Linked DNA regions of Nothobranchius furzeri: region 2 is linked to region 1. Evidence: chromatin contacts called from public Micro-C data. All regions are on one chromosome and are shown on one strand. Each heading gives the region's core, a stretch centred on a gene start, on an enhancer-like site or on the middle of the called end of the contact. The rest is flanking DNA. Distances are from core to core; before and after follow the strand shown.

Region 1 (7,647 bases), core at 2,262-4,761:
CTTTTTCTGCTTTCTCTTCTTTTTATTTGTCGTCTTATGGCACTTGGCAAACAACAATTTGGTGCATTACTGCCACCAACTGGAATGGAGTTTTATGACTACCAATCACTTCCTGTTTGTGCATTGGCATCTTAAAGGAATAGTCCATTGTGGCATTAACAGAGGGGTGCCAGCAGTCAGGGCTAGGGGAGCCCCCAACATAGGGGGGCCCCAGGCAGCCGCTGACCTATGCCTAATGGTAAAACCGCCTCTGTCTGGGTCATGTCCAAAATTGAAGAATGAAACATGAACTGGGACAGCATCTGCAGTGATGAAGAATCCACATTTACTGGTCGATCACTTCACTTACGCTCATAACCACTGGGTAATAATAATAAAAACAGCAGGGGGAACTGGACTCACAATGTGCAGCCTTCTGGCTCAACTGAGTGAGGTCTGAGAGGACAGGAGAGACACACGCAAATGAAAAGTCATATTTTCTATGGAAAATACTGAGAAAACAAAGTTAAAGGCAGCAATGTGGTCAGTATAGCAGCATAACTAAAGGGATGAGCCACGATAACCCAAGCTATCTGTCATCTCATAATTATCTCCATTGGTTCTCTACTTTTCAGCTTTTTCATATATTACTGGTCAATATAGAGCTCTGTCATTTATTATTTATTTGATGACCAATGTTATAAAAGGACACTGGTAAAAAAAAAAGGATAATTAATTTTAAAGTCAGTTTGGTTTCTGAACACTTTTGAAAAACAACTTTTTTTGTTGTTGTTACTTTTATACCACCAGGTGGTGCCACAACATTTCAAGAATCCATACGTGTTAGTTAGATATGGATATTAAGCAGCAACTGGATACCCTAATGTTCAGAAGAAAGTAAGTACCATAGTAAAGATGAGTAGTTATGGTATTTTTATTTACCTGCAGCAAGCTTTCCCTCTGTTTTTATTTAAATTAGAAAACTTGTGGGAAAGTAAAGCTCCTAAACTTTTTGTATTTAGACAACTCCCAAAGTTGGACTATATTTAAAGACTTTAATTACATTGTGTGAAATGATTGTTCTTAGTTGGACTAATTTGAAGCCCCAGAGTTTTGGGAGATTATGTATATTTAGAAAAAAAAAGTATATTCATGTCACAACTCAGCAAGATAGTTCAGAGCTCCTGATAACAAATCGTTTGAGAAAGATGGAACCAAAACAAAACCTTTGCAGTCTTGATGAAAAGTGAGATGTCTGGACTTGTTCACATCTCTGGTGCTCTCTCTCTCTCTCTCTCTCTCTCTCTCTCTCTCTCTCTCTCTCTCTCTCTCTCTCTCTCTCTCTTCCCTCTCTCTCTCTCTCTCTCTCTCTCTCTCTCTCTCTCACACACACACACACACACGCACACATGTCCATTTAAAGAGTGCTGTAATGTGTTAGTATTCCACAACAAACATTATCTATAATTCCAATCCTTTAGTCTGCAGGAGTGTGGGAAATGTTCTGACACCACGTGACTACTCAGGCAGAAACACATTTACAATGTTTCATGGGATCAAAACCTGGAAAAAGGCTCTGTCCTGACTTGCCTATTTTTGCTCATTTTAAATATATTTTTAAACATTTTCTAAATGCTTTTTTATATTTTAACTTTTTTTTTGTTTTTATGAAGCGCCTCGTGATTTTTATCTTGAGAGGCACTATAGAAATGATATTTTCTTCATCTTCTTCTTAAGAGGCAGGGATTCTGCACATCTTGAAACTTTTGTTCAGTTCAAATTTCTTCAATTGGGTTTCTGTGGAAAGGTTATACATAAGTATCTACTCTGCTGTAGACCGCTTTTTGAGTGACGTCAGTTCGGCAAAACATATTGATACTAGGGATGGACAGTATATCGGCATCGATATCAGTTTCGGCCGATGTTAGTCATTTTTTAACATATCAACATCGGTTCGATAAATAAAACCGGGCCGATATTAACAACCGATGTTTTTTCCATCTCGTCTCCATTTGTTTATCTTTTTCAGAGGGTGAGGGGGGTGATGTGTAATTGTTTAGTCATGTGAACAGTGAATGAAATAATCTCAGAACCGTAAATGTGTGTGGTGTGTGTACAAGTAAATTTGGCTTTAATCATCTTCATTTTATACAAAATTGTTGATTTTAGAAGCATTAATGTCAGCATATCGCTATCGGCAAATATTGGTTATCGGCCTCAACAGTGATCTCAATAGCGGTATCGACCCAAAAATTTCATATCGGTGCATCACTAATTTACCTACAGAATTGATGTGCTAATAGCTAGTCCAAATGGGGTTCAAACACTAAGTGAGTTGTTGTTGGATTAAAAAATGTAATTTAATAAATGTCTACGTAAATGCTAACTTAATTTATTTATTTTAATTCTGCATAGCAGTAATACACTAGACTCTGTTTTTATTTACAAATTTTAAATGTGACATCAGCAGCATGCTGCTAGCCTGGCAAGCCAGAATAAGCAAGAATTTGGTCTAGTTCACTAGGCTAGCAAGCTGCAGCACTTCCTGTGTAAAACGACCAAGCATTTTTCATGGTAAAAATTTAAAAAACATTTTTTTTTGTTTTCATCCTAAAGCTAAAGGTTAACTCTAATAACTTTAAAGATGTGACCTTTTCCCCATTTGGACCTTTGAGGAACCTGTAGGGGATATTTCCATAGGGCTAGCACCCCCTTTCATAAAGTCACTTTCAGGAAACCTTTAGTGAATGCTCGCAGACTCACACACATATTGGATCAGTTGAAATGAGGACAATATGTACTGCATCTTGTGTCAATTATTTTAGTGAGCTATAGGGTAATATGGAGTTTAGGTAAGCTGACTTTGAAATGTTTGACAGATTGCATGTTGGCATTAATAAAGAAACTGGTACTGCTGGTCTGAAACTTAGATTTAGTGCTGACAGTCTTCTTTTTAATGTAAACATTAGATATATGCACATTTTAGGGAATAATTAGAGGAAAAAACGTAAAACATCTGTCTGACCTAAAGCCAAAGTCTCGAAGCCCTAACCTAACCTCTACTCTTGTTTGGTTGTAGTTGCCGCCTGATGAATTTCTCTCGTGCCTTCTTCTATTGGACGCTGTCTTCATAATCAGCTCTCCTATTGGTTGCGGGTTTTGTCGATAAGCCTGACGTTAGGGGTAGTGGGCGGGGCTATAGACCAAGTTTGGGAGAAGTTTTCCCAGTTAGTTTCGTCAAAAAAAAATTAAGAAAAATACCGGAAGTGTGCTCTCCAGTCACCAAACTAAAAGCTATAATTTTGCTTTATTTTCATTGCAGTAAAAACGTTTTTCACAAATAGGCAGAGAAATACATTATAAGTATGTTGAGACATGATTTAAAAGATGAACATAGTGAGAAACAATTCGAATGTCTTGTATTTGTTTATGTTCAGACCGGAAGTACGCTGTTAACCTCAGATAGCTTGACGGTAACTGAAAGTTTCTTCCCTCCCCCTTTCCTCCCCACTTGGCCCGTCCTACCACCATCCATTCGTTGTTGATGCTAGAACAGTGATGGGGAGACGGTGGGACCGGTTACCGGCGCCGCTGAGCTCTTAACCACCCAGCCTGGCTAGTAAACTGAGAGGGAAGCGCTCCAGAACCCCGGACGGAGTCATGGAGACGGTTGACCAGCTCGTCTCCTTCAACCACATTCAGGTCCAGCTGAGCGGGGGCGCGCCTTGGGGGTTCACGCTGAAAGGAGGGCTGGAGCACGGAGAGCCGCTCATCATCACTAAAGTGAGTTACCATCATTTGGAGGACATTTGTTTCCTTTCACGAGCTCAAACTGCAGAGGAAGTTATTCTAGATGCTTGGTATTTGCATATTCTTACTGATACCAGAGGTTATGGAGGAATTCTGCCAGATTGGAACACTCAAGAGTAAATTTCAGACTTATTTTTAATATTTTTTTAGTCATGCATGCTTTGCTGCCCTTTCCAACTCTTCTAAAAACATTTGAAATTTGGACTAATTAAATATTCTTGCTCGTGCAGAATTAGATTTGACCATAGAAGAAACCCAATTGTTTATGAATATGATTCTGGTTGATGTTCATCAACTGCCTTTTTCAGATAATTTAATGCTACATTTGAGTTCTCCGACCTGGAGGTCAAAGGGTCTCCACCGTTCCACTCCTCAGGGGTGCTGAAGGAGGCTTCTCAGATGAAAAAATGTGTTGTTCTTGTCCCTGTTACTTCATTCAGTGCACAGAGGGGAAAAAAGTGTTGACAGATGACTGAAACCACATCACAGAAAGCAGGGATTGGGGCAGAAGGGATGCAAGGAGGGAGGTGGAGTGTCTGTGGGATGTGGGAATCTCTGAAATGAAAGCTGGGGATTCAGTGATGGGAAATTCTTGGAATACTTCTCTTCTTACTTTTCACGTGGTTTATGAGTTTCTGTTGCAAACAACATCTGTTACTATTGAGGATATGAATCTGACCAGACTGTTTGATTAGGAAAACTTACATTCATGGTTATTTTTGGTCAATATTAAATTAAATTAAATTCAATTTTATTTATATAGCGCCAAATCACGACAAGAGTCGTCTCAAGGCACTTCACATAATAAACATTCCAATTCAGGTCAGTTCATTAAGCCAATCAGAAATAATGTTTCCTATATAAGGAACCCGGCAAATTGCATCAGTGGCAAGTGTCAGTGACTTTACAGCAATCCTCATACTAAGCAAGCATAAAGCGACAGTGGAGAGGAAAACTCCCTTTTAACAGGAAGAAACCTCCAGAGGATCCTGGCTCAGTACAAGCAGCCATCCTCCACGACTCACTGGGGATGGAGAAGATAGAACACACACACACACACACACACACACACACACACACACACACACACACACACACACACACACACACACACACACACACACACACACACACACACAAGACAAAGTAATGTGTCTATAGTTATATTGTGATTTCTTAGTAAATATTCTATTTGGTGAGAGATAAACTTTATTGTATTTATCGTAGTGGATCTATAATTAAACGGATAAACTAGTAGTAGCACATCCAACGTCAAGGAAAGCAAAAAGTTATCAGGAGAGGGAGAATGTTTAAGTGGTTAGCAGCAGTGTGTTAGACGATGGCCCCCTCCATGAGGCCACCACAGCTCAGCAGAACATCATTGTAGCTTCTTCTGGGGAGAAAAACACTTAGAGAGAAAATAAAGTTAACAGCTGAAATTGCAGAAAATAATACAGTTAAAGAGCAAATTGTAGAAGAAAGTAGTAGAGTGTGAAAAGTGGTCAGTGTATCCTCCAGCAGTCTAAGCCTATAGCAGCACAACTACAGAGATAACTCTGATACACAGTCAATCAGTGGCTTTGCAGTTATTTCTCCTGTTCTGCTGAAAACACGCTTTAGTGTGGCTCTTCAGAATAAGAGCATCAAGTTGTGATGTATTTTGCAAATCAAACAACCACACAAACGGCACGGACCAATGGGGGAAAAATATACCTGGATTTGAAGACATTTCCGGTTCAGTTACATTTTTATTTACCTGAGATTTTCTATTTGAATAATCCATATCACATCAATTATCCGTTTTTGAAAAGAAGTCGCAATTGGGTTATTTCCATTCTCCCAATATTTCCCTTATTAGCTACTGGTCAGCAGGTGACAGATTTGTACTATTTAACTGATTAGAATGAGTCACCGCTCGTCTGGGAAAGGTGCTGGATCAAAAAATGGAATAAACAAAATAAAGAATCCGCACACTTCAATCTGCGATGTAGGAGTTTATTGGTCAAGCTTTCGGTTAGAGACCTTCATCAGGAATTGTGGAGGTTCACACCAAACAATTGTTTGTTCCTGATGATGAAGGTGTCTGACCGAACGCTTGACCAACAAACTCCTACATCGCAGATTGAAGTGTGCGGATTCTTCTTTTGTTTATTCCACTATTTAGCTGATTAAAACGTTGAAAATGTACATTTTGAGACCAAATGTACTTTTGTCATGATTCAGTATGATTATCATTTAAGAATAAGAATCAACAAAACAAAAATAAAACTACTTGATCAATCAGTCACTTGTAGGAAAAATGGACAGACAGTGGTTGATAAAACAGAGGAAAGCTGCCACAGAAGCCTGGACGTCCCTAAAGGGAGCCATTAGCCATATAGGAGTTTCGGGAAAATTTCAAGGAGCAGGGAAGGTGACAGGAAAAATATGTTGGTTCAGACCTCTCAGCCGTTCATTTTCCATACAAAATTGACCCATACAGAACTTTGAGACGTTGGCATATCCTGGTCGTTTCAGCAGTGAACAGTGGCTAAAGGCGTCCATGGACATAAATAACTTAATAAGTTTTATTCTGTCAAAGTAAACTGTAATTGAATCAAATGTTGGTACTGGGAGAGCAGCTGTCTGATGTAAAATGTGGCGTTCAATGACCAGAAGACGTGCTGCAAAGGTTTTCTGTAGAGACCATGAAGCAGTGACAATTCCCGTGTTAGAATCAGCGCTGCCTGCTTGGGTTTCCTTTAATTCTGCTTCACCAGCAACTTCCATTTTTATAAACGCCGGTTGTTTTAGTGATGTCTGCTGATGTAATTTCCCACTGAGTCACAACCAATCAGCATGAGTTAACCACTGGGTCATTTTCGAGTGTTTCGGAATGTGTTTGTTTTGGTCCAGCCCGGCGACACGTAGACGTGCACATGCCTTTAAGGTCTGGTAAAATTACCCAGAAGTTCCGATAGTGGAAACAGGCCTATTCCGCATCATTTTTCTTTGCATCTTGGATAAAACGTCACTGGATGTTGCAAACAGAGTGTGCAAAGTCATAATTGAAAATAATGAACAATGTGCTGATGTGTTTTGCTGTTGTTCTGCCATCTAAACTCATGTTCTGTCATTTGGAGCTGAAATAAAAATAAAAATGAGATAAATTGCACAGCTGAAGAGCAAAGCTGAGAATAATCAGAGTTTTCAGAAGTGTGTTCAGGGAGGATTCTATACGAGATTTACCGTTGGCTGTCTCTGCTCTGACCTCATCTTGTGTGATAACAATGAGGCAGGAGGCCAAAGTTTCCTTCTTCAGCCTCTTTTGGTGGTTTTGTGCTGCAGACGCTGAGCCACTGAAAACAAGGAGCGTGCCTTTGAATTACTGCAAGTAATTATTAGTGTGTGCTCTGTTGTGGGGTGGCCCGTGTGAGAACTCAGTTGAATGCACCAGGAGGCCAAAGAAACTCCGCTGTCTCTCCTTTCCTGTGCCTTGTTCACTCGGTTGAAAAGTCGCAGCAGCAGCAGTGACGGTGGTGTCAATTTTGGCCGGGTTGCATCTAAATTCACTTCAGCAGGTAATGGAAAAGCCTGGGTCAGTCATTTGGAAACACACACACACCCTGGGAAAATACGACCGAAGGAGATAAACACGACAGCTGTTTAGTGTCCGTCGGAGGGTTTGAACTCATACAAACCGCTACACTTAAGGGGAGGTGGATGGCAAGGGAATTCAGCGTCATTCAGGTGTTTAATGATGAAGAATGCCAGAATGAAGGTACGTTTAGTTTGTGTGTGTGTGTGTGTGTGTGTGTGTGTGTGTGTGTGTGTGTGTGTGTGTGTGTGTGTGTGTGTGTGTGTGTGTGTGTGTGTGTG
Region 2 (7,647 bases), core at 2,605-5,104, 61 kb after region 1:
CTACATAAATAAACTGAAACAGAATAGAAGAAGAAGAAGAAGAAAGTATCATTTCTATAGCACCTCTCAAGATAAAAATCACGAGGCGCTTCACAAAAACAAAAAGTGTAAAAATATAAAAAAGCATTTAGACAATGTTTAAAAATATATATTTAAAATGAGCAAAAATAGACAAATTGTGATTTAAAAAAATGTGAAGAAAGAGAGAGAGTGAACAGGAAAGAGGGAAATCAGTGGATCCTGAGGAAGGTGGAATAGGTGGGGAGAGCAGAATAAAGAGAGAGTGGTGAAGAAGGTCATACAAAAGCCAGCTTGAACAAGTGTGTCTTCAGCTGCTTTTTAAAGGAGACCACTGAGTCCACTGGTCTCAGGCTCAGGGGGAGAGAGTTCCAGAGTCTGGGGGCCACAGCAGCAAATGATCTGTCACCTTTGGTCTTTAGCCTGGTGCTGCACGACCAGTAGGCTTTGATCACTGGACCTCAGGGACTTGCTGGGGGTGTAGGGACTAAGAAGATCACCAAAGTAAGATGGTGCTTGTCCATGTAAGGCCCTATAGACCAGAACCAGGATCTTGAATTGAACCCTGAAGTTGACTGGCAGCCAGTGAAGCTGGAGGAGAAGCGGGGTGATGTATAGAATATACGTATATAGAATATAGTAATTACTCATCCTTAATTGAAGGGTCAAGATTGCCTTCACACAGCAGAGGGTTGTCCAAATTTGCTGAAGGTGGGGAATGTGGCATGGATCTGACTCTGTGTGAAAGGGGCATTGCTTCTGGATTCTTGACAGTGACTGAAAACCAAGTAACTCAAAAGGAAAAAGGTAAGATTACAGAGCAACAATGAAGGGAATGGTCCACGGTCTCAGTAAGATACAGACTGGAGATACGTGGCAGCAGGATTTGCAAAGAAATCAAAACTGATGGTTACAAGACGGGTCGCTATTGTGAGCGATGTTATGACAGCATAAACGGGACCTCTTGAGAAAGCCCTTTGATCTCATCTCACTCTTTCATCTCTGCCCCAAATTAGCTAAACATTGTTGGGGGTTTTGTTTTTTTTTTTTAGCTAAAGGCTTGTCTGGGAGAGAGGAAGAGGAGATGAAAGAAGGAAAACAGGGAAAGTGGGGGAAAGACGAGTTGAGAAGGCTTGTGGAATTCTTTTAGATATTTAGGTGGAATAAACTGTTGACAAGAGGCTGTACTCAGATATGAACATGAACACTTTAAAAGGGAGGGTTCATATTTCAGGAGATGAATCACCTTTTGAAAGATAAAAGCTCAAAAACGTGTCTTTCTACATTTTCTCAACAGCTTTTAGACAGAAAACACCCTGGGTGTGTGCTCCATCTTTTCAGTTCATATTTTGGTCTTGGATTATTTTATCACAGCTCGAATGCTTTTAGAGAAAAAACATCAGCAAAAGTTTTATCCAAAATTGTGATCCTATTGACTTCATTCTTGTCAAACAGACACAAATTTTAATTAAACACTGTCATGGAAATGAAGGGCATTACAATTTAATTAATGACCAGAGATATTAATGATCCATACCTGAGGCGTGGGTCCCATCTCTGGACACTGGGCTTTCTTAAATCAGAAGAGTGTTCTTCTTATTACAGGGAAATTTAAAATTAAACACTTTGTATGAACTGAGAGACAAGAGAAGAGAGAGACCTCGGAACGTTTAAGAAAAATTTATTATCTAAATTATTGTAAACAATTAACAGGACTAACTCTCTAGTGATGGATGCGAATGGAATGTAATGAGGAGGAGTGTGTGTTGGTGCGATGTCAGTTCAGAACCTCCATCTGGAGAAGCGAGTCTGAGTGGGAGATGTTGTTTTGCTCCTAACTGAGCGACGTTTGAACTTTAGTCAGGAAAGACATGAGACGCTATCTATGCCGTTCTACATTACCCGTCAGGGACTCCCGTGTTAGATCAGGCTGCCAGGTCCTCGGACCCTCCTCTGGTGCTGGAACCGATGAAACCGCATCGACAGCACGACAAACCAGTCTATGGATAATCTCCAGGTAAAAACGGCAGGTGTTTCACAGCGTCAAAGGGACCCCCCTTTGGGTCAGCGAGTTCAGCTTTTATTCTGAAGGAACCGTTGTTGACAGTTCTCAGCTTAAAAGTAAAATGTACAGATGACCAGTCCGTACCTCACTTAGCAATGATGGACATCAGATGATCTCGAGAGCTGGCTGAATACTGAACACAAAATGGCGTTGTTCTGTTTTATTAATCTTGGTTGTTTACAATTCTGGACGAATCGCAGTGGACAGATTAAAAAAACACCACAGAAACTCTGCCACGCTTCAGAATGAAGGTTCTGATTGGATGAGTAAACAATGTGTCATGTGTTGACATTACGTGGATCAGGATGTCTAGTGCAGTTAGACCAAAGTCATATTACTCATTAAACACATTAATCATAACGTTGTGATTTCGCAGATCAGTCACATGGTTATTATTGACTAACAGTTGTTTTGATTAGCTTTATTAAAATAGAGTTCTTTGATTAATTAAAAGGAAAGCGTTCTTCTTGCTTCTGTCTTCTTGCTGGAATGTAAACATTAGAAGTAAATGTATGATCTTGGCTGTTCATGCACACTGGCGCTGTGTCACAAGGACAGCTGTTAGAGGGGAGAAATGGTTCCTTCATCACGTTACAACTCATAGGACAGCTAATAATGGCCCTTTTCCACTAGTGCCTAAAAATGGTTTTAGTGGAGGAACCTAGAGTTCACCTCTAGGTAATCTTTAGCAACAGGAACACAACACAGTGCAACAATGGAGGACATGGTAGGAATGTTGTACGTTTGTGGTTGGCCTAGTGTGACCAGTCGGCTCTGTCTGTAGATTTTTGTGAGATTCCAAAAAAAGGGACCTGGTAAAGGCTGTGGGCAGCGAGGGAAACCATGATGAGACCGATGGGAAGTGCAGAGGTTTGGGGAAGTCAAATGGTCACACAGCACATGTCGCGCCACTGTGCTCTTCTTGGAAAGTCACGCAATAGTCACAACATCACGCCGTCATGTTTTGAAAGACTCTAATTCATTAAAAATGGGTAAGCATGCTATTTATTAGAATATTTTAAGATCAATAGTACTTTAAAGTTATCAATACTGCAGTTGGGTTTGTGCTGTAAAGTCGTTCCGCGTCATGTTGTCTGTTGTAAAGTACTTCGCAATGTTGTGAACAGCCGCAGCGCTTGAAATAGAACTGGCACCTGTCCTCAGTGCCGAGGCGCGGAACAGCGCTTCTGCAGCGCTCCCCGTGTGGCCACTCTCCGTAACTATAATGGCTTCTATTTAAAATGACAGCACGTTGGAACTGGGCCACAAGGTGGTTTTCGAAGTAGCACCTTGTTTCAAATTTGGTTCTTTACTTTTTGATAGTTTAAAATTTTTGACACCAGCACGTAAGCAGTAAGTCACTGGGCATTGGAGCTTGGTCTCCCATCCAAACACAGCTGGTTATTTCCATATGGACCTCTCTAAACATGTTCTAAACGGAATCTGTTAGGTGTTAAAACATACAGAAAACGTACCTTTAAAAGGTGGTTCATTAGTGGCTCTTTGGCCCCCTAAAGACTCACGTACGGAACAAGGTCAGCCCAGGAAATAGTCTTTTCCATGGTAACAGGGAATTTATTTATGATATGAAACACTCAGATGCTGAAGATGATATGCTCCTTGCAAATCAACTAAACAATTAATTAGGTTGTTTTTCGGTGTCTTAATTATGTTGCCAAACCAACCCACAGCTACCAGCCATACTAGTTGCACCTACTTGTTCCTCTAATGTTTAGAAAACGTTTTTAGTCTGTGTCCATCAACCAACCAACACCAGGCTGCCATCTGCTGGCTCTGTGATGCATCGTTAACATTTCTGATCAGACTTGTTGACATGTTCTGCTTACATAACATATTTTAACTTTACGTTACTACATTGGTGACTCAAAGAAACAAAGAGACCACAGTAAGGATGTGGCAGTAAATCCTAACCCTGAAAATAATAAAACAGCAAAATTTTGTAATGAAGACTTTTTTTACGTGTTGATTCCGGTTCAGTCATTCTTCCTTCCATTGGAATAATCACTTCCCTTCTCTGTCTTTCCCAATTAATCTCCTTGAATAGATGCAACCTTAGCTCTGCTCAGTTTCTTTTTGTATTTCTGTGGTTTTTTTTTCTAACTCTTTATTTTTATTTTCATCTATTCCTGGGAAATAGTTCAGCTTTTCAACTGTCCAGCACTTCTCTGTAGAAATGCTGACTTGCTCTTTGATGTACTTTCTTTTTTGTTGAGTTCAGACTGTCAGAAAGTGGTTTCTAGACCCAGACACACACACTTGCATTCATCTAAGTGTGTGGAATGTTACTGCAGAGAGATGGATGGCTGAAAAAGCGTGCACACACACACACACACACACATCCGTTGTTTGGATTTTCAAACTACATGGTCCCTGGAGTTCTGCGGTGCCAAGAACCATGAAGCACAATAGTCTGCCCCCATCACTTGTTCTGAAACTGAACAATAGACATTCTTGGGATTCCTCAAGACCTCTTCCTTACACACACACAGACACACACACATATACATCCGTACACCTTTCTGGATCTGATTAGAGGCCTGTCCATAAACTGATCTGGTTATGGCGCTGGATGAAAGTGTGGATACTTAAGAGATTAGAGATTTTAGTGCTTTTCATCGGCGGACTTCTGTGCTGGTGTATTTTGAGCAAATATGATGGACAGAAGTGGGAACATAGTTTAACTGATTGATATACATATATATATAACTGTACATATACAGAAAGAGACACCTGCATGAGCGCAGCGTCTGAACCGTGGGGGTGTGGGTGCACACTTTTGCTCAAAAACATCAGTTCAGTCCCTGTGATCCACTCGCTGTTTACCTCCTCTCCTGTGGGTTGGAACCCACACCTTCGCGCACCGGTGTGACGTCATCTGAATTCTGCTCGGTTCGGTAACCACTCGGTTCCGTGTTTGAAATATGTTTCTCTACCGCTCCGCACAGAAGCGGCAAAATAACATTTAGCGCTCATAACAAGCAGATTATCAGCGCTCTGCTCATAAAACAGAAGACCTGCAGGCCTCTGTGAGTTAAAACATCCTGATACTGTTCAGGTGTAAACATTTTGCTGCTTCCCTGTGTTTGAACTCAGAAGATGCTCCTTGATGCCACAGATATGTGATGATTTAGCTTGTTTCTTTATTTTACTCCAGAATAAGAGATTAAATTATTACTAAAGCAGTCCAGTGTAGTTAAATTAGTCATGGTGTGTGTGTGTGTGTGTGTGTGTGTGTGTGTGTGTGTGTGTGTGTGTGTGTGTGTGTGTGTGTGTGTGTGTGTTTGTTACACATATTGGACTGCATGAGACAGCATGTTTTCATCAATCCATGCATCCTATATCTTGGCTGAAGTAATGGCTCAGGAAAATAACTTCTATTTCATAAATAATGACGTCTCTACAGTGTTTATGATAATGTTTTATCTTATCTTTGGTCTGGGAGGTGTAACATATCATGATACAAGCCTTTTAAAACATGTTAATGTGCTACAAGAGGAGATAAATGCATGAATTTAAAACTCATGTTTGGAGACCAACCTTCACAGTTTGGAAGCTCACGCTGGTGAGGAGACTCCATTAGTTCTAGTAACACCTGGGCTCCCAAGGCCTGTTCTGACAGGATGGACGTTACGGGACCCTTAAGGATTCCAGTTGGATGATTGGAGGATTATTTAGGAGGATTGGAATGAACAAATTGGTTTCAGTGGTGAAGGGTTAAATGAGTGAGTGAACCCTCTACCAAGGATGAACTCTGCTAGCTTTAAAAATCAGCTGCTCTAAATAAGCATGAAGGTCAGAGAGGAGCTCTAGGATGGACATGGATAAAGGAACTGTAAAGTGGGGCAGGGCCATCGTTAGCACCTGTCATACGGTCCATTAGAAATGTTTGACTTTCATTTAGCTTGTTATGTGACAGGTTAGAGCACAGTCTCATGTTAGAGTTTTGTCATGAGAACATTGAGATACCTCACATGCTGATGGCATCTAAAAATTAACAATTCTTTTAAAATAAAGAATAATTTTAATCACAATTGAAACGTACAAGAAAAACCTCATCCAATCAATGTGCGCATCCTGTTCTCACTGATTGGATAGAAATCCCTCCGTCAAACTGTGTTTGTTTCTGTGTGTGCGTGTGTGTGTGTGTGTGTGCGTGCATGTGTGCGTGTGTGTGCGCGTGTGCACACTAGAGCGTGTTGTGGTTTTGCACTGATGTAACCATCTTTACGCTGACAAAAATGTAACTAAGTAACTTTTACTTTGAGTACATTTTATTTACAATACTTTTTACTTTTACTTGAGTAAAAATTTAGGCAAGTACTTTTACTTGTACTTGAGTAAAAAATTATCTAAGTATCGGTACTCATACTTAAGTAGGACATTTTAGTACTCTTTCCACCTCTGGTAGCCAGTGCCAGTCGGGCACCATCTTGCGCATCCTCCAATCAGCTTAAAATATTCTACCAGTGATGGCAGCATGTTCTCCTTCAGTATATTCAATTCAGTTCAATTCTATTCAAAAATACTTTATTAATCCCAGAGGGAAATTGATTGCTGTAGTAGCTCAGAATAATAATAATAATCAAGTCATCAAAGAGTTATTGTATATTACAATGGCTGTTGGCAGGAAGGATCTCCAGTAGCGGTCAGTGTTGCAGCGAAACTGAAGACGCCTCTGACTGAAGACACTCTTCCGCTGTCGGACAGTCTTGTGAAGAGAATGCTCAGGGTTGTCCATCATTTTCTTGATTCTCTGGAGAGTCCTTCTTTGCATGATCTCCTCCAGTGGTTCCACAGTCCACCACACAGAGCAGTACATTGTTGAGTTCATGATATCATCCATGAAATGCAGCTCCCCAACACCAGCAGCACTCATGCAGCCCCACAAAAGGACACCGCCACCGCTATGACTATCCAACTTGCAACTTCAAAGTTGCTGGGCCAATATCTGCTGGTGGGGAAGCTGTGGAGTGGAGCTGACATGTTGTAGCTACAGATGATCATAATGATGTTTTTGTGTAAATTGTTGGTTAAAAAAAATCAAGGCAGTCATTTTGAACATTGATACCATACCATGACACATAATATCACGGTATTTCAGAGTATCAATATTTTCTTACATCTCTATTTTCTAAAAAAAAAATATTTTTTGCCCAATTGGACTTCATGCAATTTAAAAAAGAAAGTATTTCAGTTATTAAAATACTTATTTAAAAGTGTGAGGTAAAAGCCACATGTTTAATTTCAACAGTTCAAACAATAGATGTTAGCATTACTTAAAATGATTAAGTAAAATAATGATCGGTAACAGTTATAGCATTAATATGTCTCTCCACTCTGCGTGTGGTCTGCTACAGTAGATCTCCTCTGTGGCCTGGTTTTTATTAACTGGCCCATTAGTCTGGCACTTGGTGATACATGACACCGGTGTGTCTCTCTCTCTCTCACACACACACACACACACGGTCAAACAGGCAATGTTGTTTCAGACACTCCAAAAAATTCCGAGAACTCGTTTTTGGAGGTGAACACATGAAGCAAGA

The links. A called contact is a pair of places that touch in the nucleus more often than the background predicts.
Region 2: a Micro-C map of tail fin shows a contact between it and region 1, with 15 times the contacts expected there. The contact joins the enhancer-like site here to the promoter of shroom4 in region 1. A contact is called at or near these places in 2 of 2 Hi-C or Micro-C datasets (skeletal muscle and tail fin).

Annotation. Positions count from the first base shown.
Region 1 is chr2:77,247,048-77,254,694 of NfurGRZ-RIMD1, forward strand. It overlaps shroom4 (shroom family member 4), which reads left to right and starts at 3,512. Exons shown (of 12, transcript XM_015946366.3): 1 at 3,512-3,762. The coding sequence starts at 3,640.
Region 2 is chr2:77,308,012-77,315,658 of NfurGRZ-RIMD1, forward strand. The region is part of intron 2 of shroom4 (shroom family member 4); the gene reads left to right. Among protein-coding and RNA genes, the nearest start is that of clcn5b, 49 kb to the right of the region's middle. Within about 2 kb of position 3,855, at least 3 of the 3 cell types and tissues checked have an H3K27ac peak or open chromatin away from gene starts, as enhancers often do. A contact at or near this core is called in tail fin, where this site is marked.